Linked DNA regions of Danio rerio: region 2 is linked to region 1. A link is a contact called in public Hi-C data. All regions are on one chromosome and are shown on one strand. The core of a region is the stretch at or near the end of the contact, and the rest is flanking DNA. Distances in the headings are between cores, read along the strand shown.

What was found. Hi-C and Micro-C count contacts between places; a contact is called where the count stands out from the background.
Region 2: a contact with region 1 is called in a Hi-C map of an unstated tissue, with 1.9 times the contacts expected there. The contact joins the promoter of kif3a here to the promoter of kctd16a in region 1. A contact is called at or near these places in 2 of 18 Hi-C or Micro-C datasets (caudal fin and an unstated tissue).

What each region holds. Positions count from the first base shown.
Region 1 is chr14:28,080,378-28,085,894 of GRCz12tu, reverse strand. kctd16a (potassium channel tetramerization domain containing 16a) reads right to left here and starts at 3,518. Exons shown (of 1, transcript NM_001037238.1): 1 at 2,601-3,518. The coding sequence starts at 3,491. The coding sequence ends at 2,634.
Region 2 is chr14:28,237,859-28,243,309 of GRCz12tu, reverse strand. It overlaps kif3a (kinesin family member 3A), which reads right to left and starts at 1,790. Exons shown (of 17, transcript NM_001017604.2): 1 at 1,647-1,790; 2 at 2-284. The coding sequence starts at 1,652. sh3rf2 (SH3 domain containing ring finger 2) reads right to left here. Exons shown (of 12, transcript XM_073921828.1): 12 at 5,305-5,451.

The DNA of each region.
Region 1 (5,517 bases), core at 2,269-4,768:
TTTTTTAAAGGAAAACTAAAATTAATAACCAGTGATGGTAAGAGTACTGAAAAATCATACTTAAGTAAAATTACCATTACTTGCCTAAAAATGTAGAGCAATTAGAGCAAGGACCTGTTATAAATATTTCTCAAAGTATGAGTAAAAGGTAGCCCTTTGAAAAGCACTCAAGTACTGAGTAGTGAGTATTACACTGTAAAAAGCTGATGCATTTACATATAATTTGTGGATGTGTATAAACGTAACATTATGTAATGCATTTAGTTATTTTCCAGCAGGCACACAACATCATAAGACGTTAATATAAAGTTAGATTTAGGTTGTGATGTCAGGTGACCAAAATTTAATGTCTATCCAGCGTCTAAGGATAACATTAGTTTGTTCTCCAATAACGACGTCAAATGGCATTGATTTTAGATCAGTTTTAGGTTGTGAGAGTGAGTGACCAACATCCAGCATCGAGCTAACATCTTAAACCATATTGACATTAAATACTAACATTTATTTGTCAAGTATGGCAACCAAAATCCAACGTCTGATAGATGTCATAGTGGTAACGTCCAAACAACGTCAAACTGTAACATTATTACCTATTGATTTGGATGTTGGACATTGACGTCGGCCTGATGGTGGATCCTGAAGTCAAACCGATTGTCATTTACAGACAAAATGCATCGTCCCTACGACGGTGGGATACAGCGTCAATCTGACGTCATGTTGGTGTCTTATGCCTGCAGGGTGTTTAAGGCCCTTTTGTTCATCATACATTAAACATCGGTCAGCTTCTCATCAGTGACATGCATCTAAACACTCTCTTGGTCAATGCGAGTAAAGATTTTGGACATGTTCTTGGACATTTTTAACACTTCCAAACAGTTTGCCACAATTTTAAATCGCCCATTTCTTGAGGTAGTTCATTATGATGCGATTTACTGTACCTTCTGTGTGCTTTTTGATTGGACTTGCAGGACTGATTTTTCCCAATCACCATAGACAGAAAAAAATAAAGTAGTGACTGCAGGTTGAAGGAACGTAGTGGAGTAAAAGTACTGATACTGCTTTAAAAAATGTACTCAAGGCAAAGTAAAAGTACACATTTTTAAAACTACTTCGTAAATTACAATTCCTGAGAAAAACTACTCAATTACAGTAATTTGTAATTTATTCATTTACACCACTGATAATAAGAGATTTTTAAAAAAGCAGAGGGTGCATTTAAAACGCAATATCACTTTTGCAACTGATTTTCATATAGACTCATCACCTTATTACATATTTCTATGTGTCATATTTTTTCTCCCTTATTTGTGGGCTATAAGAGAGGTTGAGTGCTGCAGTAATTATACTGATGACAGAAAACAAATCATTAAGCAACCATATGTCCAATCGCCCCAAATCTTGTGACTGTCCTCCTGAAGCGCTCCATTACAGGCCTACTCTTTTTAGGATTTCCAAGGGGACTCATTTGGAATTAAGCACAAAGTGATTTTTAATTGGCCATATGCTGCAACATCTCTCTCATTTAAGACAATACAAGTCAAATGAACCGATAATGCAGGCAAGCGCTGGAGAACAAATGTATATTCAAAAGGTCCACTTACATGTATTTGTACTTACTTACTTAAGTAAAGAGAGAAAGAGCGAGTGAGAGAGAGGGAGGGAGGAAACGGCTGAGCGACATGACCATCGCTGTGGTAGATTACTGAAATATTCATACCACACTCTGTTCATATCCCTGAGAGCTAGACTTGAGGGAATTGTCCACATCTGCATTGGCTCAAAAGCCTCTCCCACTTTCTCTCTCTCTCTCTCTGGTTCTGTTTCTTTTCTACCAATGTTCTGAGCGGACACACTCAGTCTCAGTTCAGTCTGCTAATACTTAACAGGAAGTGCATTTGTCACCTGGAGAAATGAGCACAATCTTTTTATTCAAGGCAAATCCTGAAAGTGTCCAGGACAAAAATGAGCAAACTATCAGAGTACGCCGCCTGGTGGTCACAGCTTCATGCACGCCCTTGATTTACTTTAATATTTTAGCATTTAGAATTTAAGATTTTGTCGTCAAAAAAAAGTTTGAATACTGATTGAGATAAAGTAATTTCAATTAAAATTGGCAATTGTTTTTAGATTTCATTTTTAACCATTTGGTAACTGACCACTGACCAATCAATTAACCATTTTTACTCTTTTGGTTTTGTTTTCTGACAACTTTTGTACAGTATATAAATATTTTTCGACCTATCATATTTATAACATTTTATCTATTGACCCACACATCAGTAATGTGATCAGACAACAGAATAATGCATGTTGTTAAATTGCTGGAATGTTAACTTTCAAACAGGGAAATGTAAACTAAATAGGCTCATTTTAGGTCAAATTGTACACATACTAATAAAGTCATACTAGAAAGACATACTAGAAAGAAAAAATGATAAGAGAAAAAAGTGGGATGCTGTTGGGTTACTAATGCTCTATGTAATCATGTAATTCATAAAAAGTAACTGTAATCTGATTATGTTCATATTAAGAAGCAATATAATCTAACTACGAGTACTCCATTTTGTAATCTGATTACGTAATCCAGATTACATCTCATCTGATCAGTAACTACCCAGCATTGCCAAATGGCTTTATTTTCTTTCTTTTTGTAATACAACGTAAAGAGTAAATAAGCTGTACTTACGATAGAAGACGTACTCTGTGTTGTTGGACCAGTATCTATCATCAGCATGCCTGTTGTGGGGAGATGTGGTGAGTGATGAATTGCACGCGACGATGTGGAACCCGCTCTCCGCGAGCATATCAAACGCTCGCTCCAGGTGGCGAAACTTCAGGTAAAACTGAGAAGTGTAACGCTCCGGCGGTCTGTCAGGATCCCGGCTCTCGTTTAGTGCGTCGCCGAAAACTTCTTTCGCCAGACCGACTCTTCCGCAAATGAAGATTTTGGGTATTCCGCGGGCTTTGGGATCAGTGTCCCTCCCGAATGCGCACGAGCTCTTGTACCCGACCGTGATGAAGCCGTAGCGTCGGTCGCGCGCGTCCAGGTAAGAGGCTGGATATAACCTCTGGTCGCTTCCCTGGGATGCTTCGTCAAAATCACTGTGACTATAATCATCTGGGGTTAGGATTTTGACGAGCTCGGGCAGCTGGAAAAACTCAGCTTCGCGTTTCAGCCTCCCCTTCTCCGGAAAATAATCCGGCAGGACGACAGTCTTATCGCGGAGATAGTCCAGCACGTACCTAAAGAGAAATCCGTCCCGGTCGATGAAGTAGCGTCCCTTGATGTCCTGCGTGAGGTCGTTAGAAATGTCTTTTTTAGAGGAGAACAATTTACCCAGCAGTGAGTTTGGCACACTGGTGAGGGTGACATGGCGAGTGTAGTACACCTGTCCACCTACATTGAGCTCCACCACATCAGAAGAGCAACTCTGAGCACATCCACTGTCCTTGGGCGTTTGATAAGTCCTGCAATTTTCAGTCAGGGCCATTTCGGTGTGTTACTCTTCAAAAAACGTGAAGACGCAAAAGTTTTCGACTCGATTTCAGCGTGCAGAAAGTAAAGAAGAACATAACCTGCCCACTTTCTAATAGACGTTCATCGTCCATCGTGCTACATACAGCATCTCTGAGACCTGCAGAGTGTTTATAAATGTATAAATGCAGCAAATCGACAGCATGAGACTACTCGGTTTCTCCCACGTTACATAGATGAATATGCATTGCCTGTTATTTATTGAAAGGTAAAAATAGACGAGCTCTCACCCGAGGGAACCAATTGTGCAGCTCATCCAGCAGAAAATCCAAAAATAAGTTCTGCTTATAAAAAATGAAAAACTGCACCAACCCAGACAGCTTCAACTTCCTTCAGAAGAGCGCTTCTCTCTTGTTCTCTCTCCCTCCCTCTCTCTCTCTCTCCTAGGAAACCTTCTCCGTCCAGAATAGTTAGTCTACATGTACCTGGCACTCACCCAGGATATCAGTAAAAGCATCTCAAGCAGAAAAGGAGGGTGCATTGGGAAGTTTGTGCATCCTTACTCTCCAGAGCATCAGCAGCGTAGTGCGAATGAATGCAGCGTGCTGAGAGAGGCTTTGGACGGGGGAGGGAGACCATTCTTAGGGAGATGAGCCTTACATCATCTTAAAGGAAAATGACAGCTGGAAAGATACAAGCATCGCACCCTGCTTCTCCAGATTTCCAAATATACTCCTGCAATTACTGTGCTAGATTGGAACATGAATTAGTTAGGCTGTGATATGAATTATCACCTCAGAACTTGATTGATCTATTCACAGTGCTTGAGCTCAAATCCCACATGCCTTCACAGAGATCAGCTCTGGTGTAAGTTTAGGGGGGATCTTGGGGTATGTTCTGGTTTCAGGACCACGGACAGATCCTCTCAAACTCTGCTCCATTTGGATTAGCAGACTGCAAACAAGCACATCTGTTGGCTACTTTGTTGCATATATCTTGCTAGTATGAGACAAGACGCGCTATGCACCCAATACAATTTTTAAATTTCCTTCCTTTTAAACTTGTTTTAATTATCATTTTTTTTGTATTTTTTATTTCTTATATTAGTGTTATTATTTTATGATGCTTTAAAAGATTCCAAAAATGAAATTTACTCACCTACTTGTTTCAAACCTTTATAAATGTCTTTATTTTGAAGATTTTTTAACAATGTTGGAAACTAGTACCATTACTTCAATATTTTTTGTTGTTGTTTTGTTTTTACAAGGTAACTCAAAAGGAACTACTTGAGGGAGAAAAAAACAGTTGGTAAATAAAGAATTTTGGGTGAACTATCCCTGTAATCTTCTTGTTTATGTAAATCCTTTTAAATTACCATTGTGTATGAAATGTGCTACATGAATAAACTTGCCTTCAACCAAACCCCAAACGTGCCTTGACCCAAACCCCTTAGGCAATCAGAACTATCGTAATACTTTGTAGCAGAGATAAATAAAAAAGGTTTTGGAAACATTCCTCTGAGATTTTGGCTCAATTTAAAGCGATAGCATCATTTATTTGCTGCAAATTCATCAGCTGCACATTTATGATGCAAATCTTTAATTCCAGCACATCCCAAAAGGATCTGTATTTGATTAAGATCTGGTGACTGATATTTTCAGGCAGTTTAATCCCAAAGATTGTTGTGCATGAAAACACTAGCAGATCAGCAGTCTCTGAAATACTTAGACCATCCCATCTGGCACCAACAGCATCACATTCAAAGCCACTAACAAAAAAAAAATCTATCCTAATGCTTGCTTTGAACTTGATCAGACCCTCTTGATCACTTATAAAATGAAATGTGTTTGGCTTGTTAGATATTTGCATTAACGAGCAGTTAAACTCATACCTAATAAAGTGGCCTGTGAGACATTTTACAGTAATTTGAGCAATGCATTTTATTCAATTGTCTGTTGCCTTTATGCAGGACTACATTCTATGTAATGTATTGATTACATATAGTGTAGTCAAAACAAACTAAATTCATATCACAGATTTAA
Region 2 (5,451 bases), core at 541-3,040, 160 kb before region 1:
CCATTGTAACCCTCTAATACGGAGTCTATGATGGGCCGTGCTGTTAAATTATACACATCCAGCTGTTTACTGTCTGGGCCGAACACTGTGTCGAAGGTGAACGTCTTTGGAGGCTCACTGCTTATATCAAGTTTGTTCACAGTGATGGTTCCTCTGATCTCGTCCACAGTTACGGACTGCTTGTGTCCCATTATCTTCTCCTTCTCATTGAGTGGACGACATCTCACCACCACTTTCACATTATCACTCACCTCCAGCTTCTCTGGTTTGTCCAGCTTATTGCTCTGCAAAAAACACATGATCTGTTTGTCAGCAATATGTAAGCAGGCCATAAATAAAAATCCAAATTCATTCATTTTCTTTTCAGCTTAGTCCCTTTATAGTACTGATGTCGCCACAGCGGAATGAACCGCCAAATTATCTAGCACGTTTTTATGCAGGGGGTGCCCTTCCAGCCGCAACCCATCTCTGGGAAACATCCATACACACTCGAACAATTTAGCCTACCCAATTCACCTGTAGCGCATGTCTTTGGACTGTGGAGGAAACCTGACCACCCTGAGGAAACCCACGCGAACACAGGGAGAACATGCAAACTCCACACAGAAACGCCAACTGACCCAGCCGGAGCTCGAACCTTCTTGCTGTGAGGCAACAGCACTACCTACTGCGCCATCACGTCGCCTATATAGATTACTTATTTACGCTAAATGTTTCTCCCTAGCTGTGTGTAGAAGTTTGCTGCTGCCATAAAATTAAGTTTAAAAGTCTGTCTTTCTGAATAGTCAGAATTATGATTATGAAATATAATATTCACTTTATTTCTTTCTATTTTGTATGACAATTATGACGTTTTCTCCTGTTCACAAAAATAATGTAATGGAAGAATATGCTACAGCAAGTAAGTTTTTAAGTAAGTTTTAAGTAAGTCGTTAACCTTCATAATAAAAGTGTCAAATTAATATTTGAGTGTAATTTAGGATGACAAAATGTTATTTCATTTAAAGAAAATTAATTTAAATGTATCATTACAATTGATCATGCTCGTTGAAAGAAGAGATTTATAATTATTACATTTGTTGTAAGCATAGACTGTAACATATAAGCTATATGGGTTCTCTTGTACAATAAAGGTCACTGGCTGTTTGTGTATTAAATAGGTGATGTGGATTCAAAGCTGTTGCTAAGCAGCGGGTTAGACCGCCCGGCCTGCTAACAGCTAATTTAACAGACAACAAAAAAACACGTTCATTTTTTCACAGATAACACAGCTTGTGGGCTGTAGTAATCTTGCCTGAATCAATTTCAAATGAGTCTAAAAGTAAATCTGGCTCGTTGATAAATTTAAATATCGTTAAAGCCCACGAGCTTGCGGCGAAGCTAATAACTAACGTTAACGTTAGCAGGCTGCTAGCTTGAGGTGCACAAAACCTTTCTGGCCATTGGAAGAACAAAATCATCTCGTAACAATTAAACGCATCATAAAACGGAACAATAGTAGTAAAACGCAAGGCATAAAAGCCTGTCAAATAACAGTCTGTGAATATTTGCATGAAATTCCGGTTGCAAGCAAAGGAATGACGGGAAGGTGGGGCATAACAACACATATTATAATGATAAATGAAGATAAGAAATGACAGTCTTACCGGCATTATCAGACGCGGGTTTGTGAGCCTTTTTTGAGACCCAAATAAACGTTTTTTTGTGTGTTTGAAATGATAACCGATGAGCTCATTCGGGTGGATGATGTATTTTTCCAGCTCAAGCGCCCATCCCAACCTGCCCTCTGTAACTGGACATGCGCGGATATCCGCGATCCTGACTTCACCTCGGGATATACATATTTGTGTTTATCCACGTTTAACCTCTTTCATTTTTTCTTATTGAATTTAAGTCTCTCATTTCATATCTGATGCAGATAAAAAATGAATTTAATACGGCGCCCTTCTATTTATCCACGTACACCATTTGTGTTGTTTTGATGTTATTGATACGTTTTCCCTCTTAACATATATACATGTTAACAATTTGTTTTGTGATTTATTAAAGATATTGGTAGTTTAATGCTTTATCTTTTTCCCATCTATAAATTAGTTATTATTAATAGAGACATTCTTTCAAAAACATATACATGTTCACTAATAAAAAAAACGTAACAGGGTCTAACTTAAGCTTGTCCTCCTTCAAACAAATCCTACAAAACAAAGCATAAAATCATAAAAATCGATGATAAATTGCATCCTTGATCACTGTCAGCTTCTACTCCATCAAATGACGTCACCAAATGAGTATGAATGAATGGCACATTCCTCTACAGAACAATTCACAGGAATCAACCATCAGTCCATTTAAGATTTTTTTTTTTGATAAAATCCTTTTTTCCCCACTGTATTTATGTTATTATTTCAGAGACAAATGTTTCTGGTATGCCTCGTTAATATTAATCAGTGGATCAATGCACTAAAAAGAAATAATTTCCTCAGCGTGATTCTGTTGTATAGGCTTACACACACACACACACACACACATTAATGTTAATAAACAGAGTGGATTCTGAAATGTGTTTTGTTGCTTTTTATTAGTTTAGGTTTAGAGTAATAACTTTCCCAAAATTCCAAAATAAAAAATGAAATAAAATAGGAACTGAAAACAGGAAAGTTATAGAATACAGTTGTCAGGATATACTGTATTTGCTATGATGTTTCACACAACAAAACATTTCCACTTTTACTGTTTTGAGACATCAGGAATTTGTGCGTAAAAGACAATCTTATGTAAAGGCCCATTCACATCATGAACAATAACTGTTGTATTAAAGTGCAATAGTTGTCTGAATTGGATCAAAACATTGCACCACCAATGTTGTCCTAAAACTATACAACAACATTCTCTCAGGACAATTTTGAGAATCGACATGACTATAATGATAAAGACACAGTGGAATGATATTGGCCCGATCTCAAATGGCACACTTCATTTGTACTTGAAGTTTGCTATTGAATCCCATTTTCTCTGCAATGCCTTACCACAGGACATATTCTTTTTAAGATTTTTGTTGACACTGTGATTTCAACATTCTCAAAAAAGACAAGGACAGCCCCATAACTGGATGGCCGTTGTTTCAATGCACAGTGGTGGGGTGTTAAAAGAAAAATCTATACATTCCACTATGCTCTTTTTTTTTTAAACCACAACTGATTATGCTTAGTGTGTACAGCTAAATTTGGATCTTTTATTTTTGATTTAAGAGTGTCACCGTGTTAAACATTAGCAAAGTTTAACTTAGCTCAGTGTAAAAGGACAATTAACACTCGCACTGTGCACATGGATCGATTAAAGCCCAAATTATCTTTGATTTTAAATATACATGATGCTCCATTTACATTAAGCTGTGTACAAACTTAGTCGACAGAACAAAATGTACAGCTCACACAACAATTAGAAACATCTTTTAGCCACATGGTGTCAACACTGAGCCAGAATGTTGTTTCAAAGTCTAAAAAAAGAAAAAAAAAACATAACAAACTTCAAGATGTCAAAAAGATGAAAAGTAAAGATGCTAAGGGATTATATAGATCTGCACAGATCTTTTTTTAAAATCCATATTGTATAAATTGTAACTTCTGAAGAGAGAATATGAAAACACTGGATGGATACGTTTTTAACTTATTAAAAATTGTACCTAGAAACGCTGTGCTTTTGACTGCACATATAAACTACTTTGAGTAAGGGGTGTGGCTTGAACATACAAACTACTACTTAAGTAGGGGGCGGGGATTTCTTTTTGCACATTATTCCCTCATGGCAAAGTAACGGTTAGAGGTGCGTGGTTAAGAATATTGTGGCTGAAGCCATCAAACTGACGTCAACAGAGAAGGATTGCCACTCCAAATGCAGAAATAAATGCTCAGACTTTGATTCAAGATTACATAAACATTTTTTTTTTCAGTGGATTATCTTGCATGGATTAATTGATCACCTAAAGAATAACAATGTGCGCTAGCAACATAAACATTGTACATTCTGATTTCACATGAACTTTAAGCTCTGAAAATGCAGACTCAGATGAAGACCACAAGGGTTTAAAGTACCATTTGGGACTTTTGTTAGAGCTAATAATTGCTGAAAAACATTAAAGGGCTAGTTCAACCAAAACAAAAAATTTACTCACTATTTACTCACAATCAAGGGGTTCCAAACCTTATCAGTTTTTTTTTTTCAGTTGGGAGCTGTAACCACTGACATCCATAATAAGAAAAGCAAATACTATGGATGTCAATGTTTACTGTTCAACAACAACAAAAAACAGGGGTCTGTTCTTCGTATCTTGCTTACACGATCTAATACAATTTTTCAGATCCTGGATCTTTTAATTTTGATAACTGATCTCTGGCTAATTTGGTTCTTCAAACAAAGCTGCTGGCTTTACACTTTCATGTGCCAAGAGTATTCAGCAATTTATTTAGTTTTTCATTTAGAGCAGATTTTCTTTATTATAGTAGCCTAGGTCTAATCAATTTTCTTAATCGGCGTAAGGAATAACTGGCTGTTTAACTTAATTTTGCGTCAAAAATGCATTTTGAAATCAGTATCAAAACACCCCCATATTAGCTGTCAAAACAATGAATGCATAAATTATCATTCTTTTAAAAAAGCTGTAGAATATTATGCATGTCTACATCATACACAAGTTGTACTAAAGCCGGTAGACAAAATTGTATGTGTTTGAGTCTAAAAAGTCTATTATAATGTTTTCTTTGAACCTGTTGGGGAGAACCACCCTATGACATTTTTTATTATTTTGTAGTGCAGATTGCACAAGTTTTATTTATATACATTTTTTTAACTTTACACAATTTTTTTAAACTATTTATTATTTTCCCAAGTGTATACAACTACTACTGTGAGAAAATATCAGCATTCGGTACATACTTTTAGTATTACCTTTGCTTGAAATGAGTCGATCTAATCCTGTTCATATGAAATAAGCCTGCTCCTGAGCAGGTTTGTGCTACCAGACCTGTTGCTACCCCCACCCCAACACTAAACCCAACAGTTATAGTAATGTAAAAATAGTAGTTGTACGGAGCATTATTTATGCTATTAAATTACCCAATAAATTTTATTTTTCAACGCCTACCCCCACCCCAACCCTAAACCCAATCGTCACTGTAATGTAAAAATATGAATTATTGTTGTACAGTGTCATAAAAAATGTTGCTATATTTATGTGCATATCACATCTAGACTTTACCATCCTGGATCGTGTCAAATCATCAATAACTAAATCCAGCTAACTGAGTAATCTACGTACAAAGAACAGACCCCAGGTTTGTGAGTAAATGATGTCAGACTTTTTCAGTTTGGGGTAAACTTTTTTTGACAGCCAGTCAGAATCAGTCTTATTTTAAAGACCTCAAACAGCATTCATTTTGAATAAATAGAACCAGA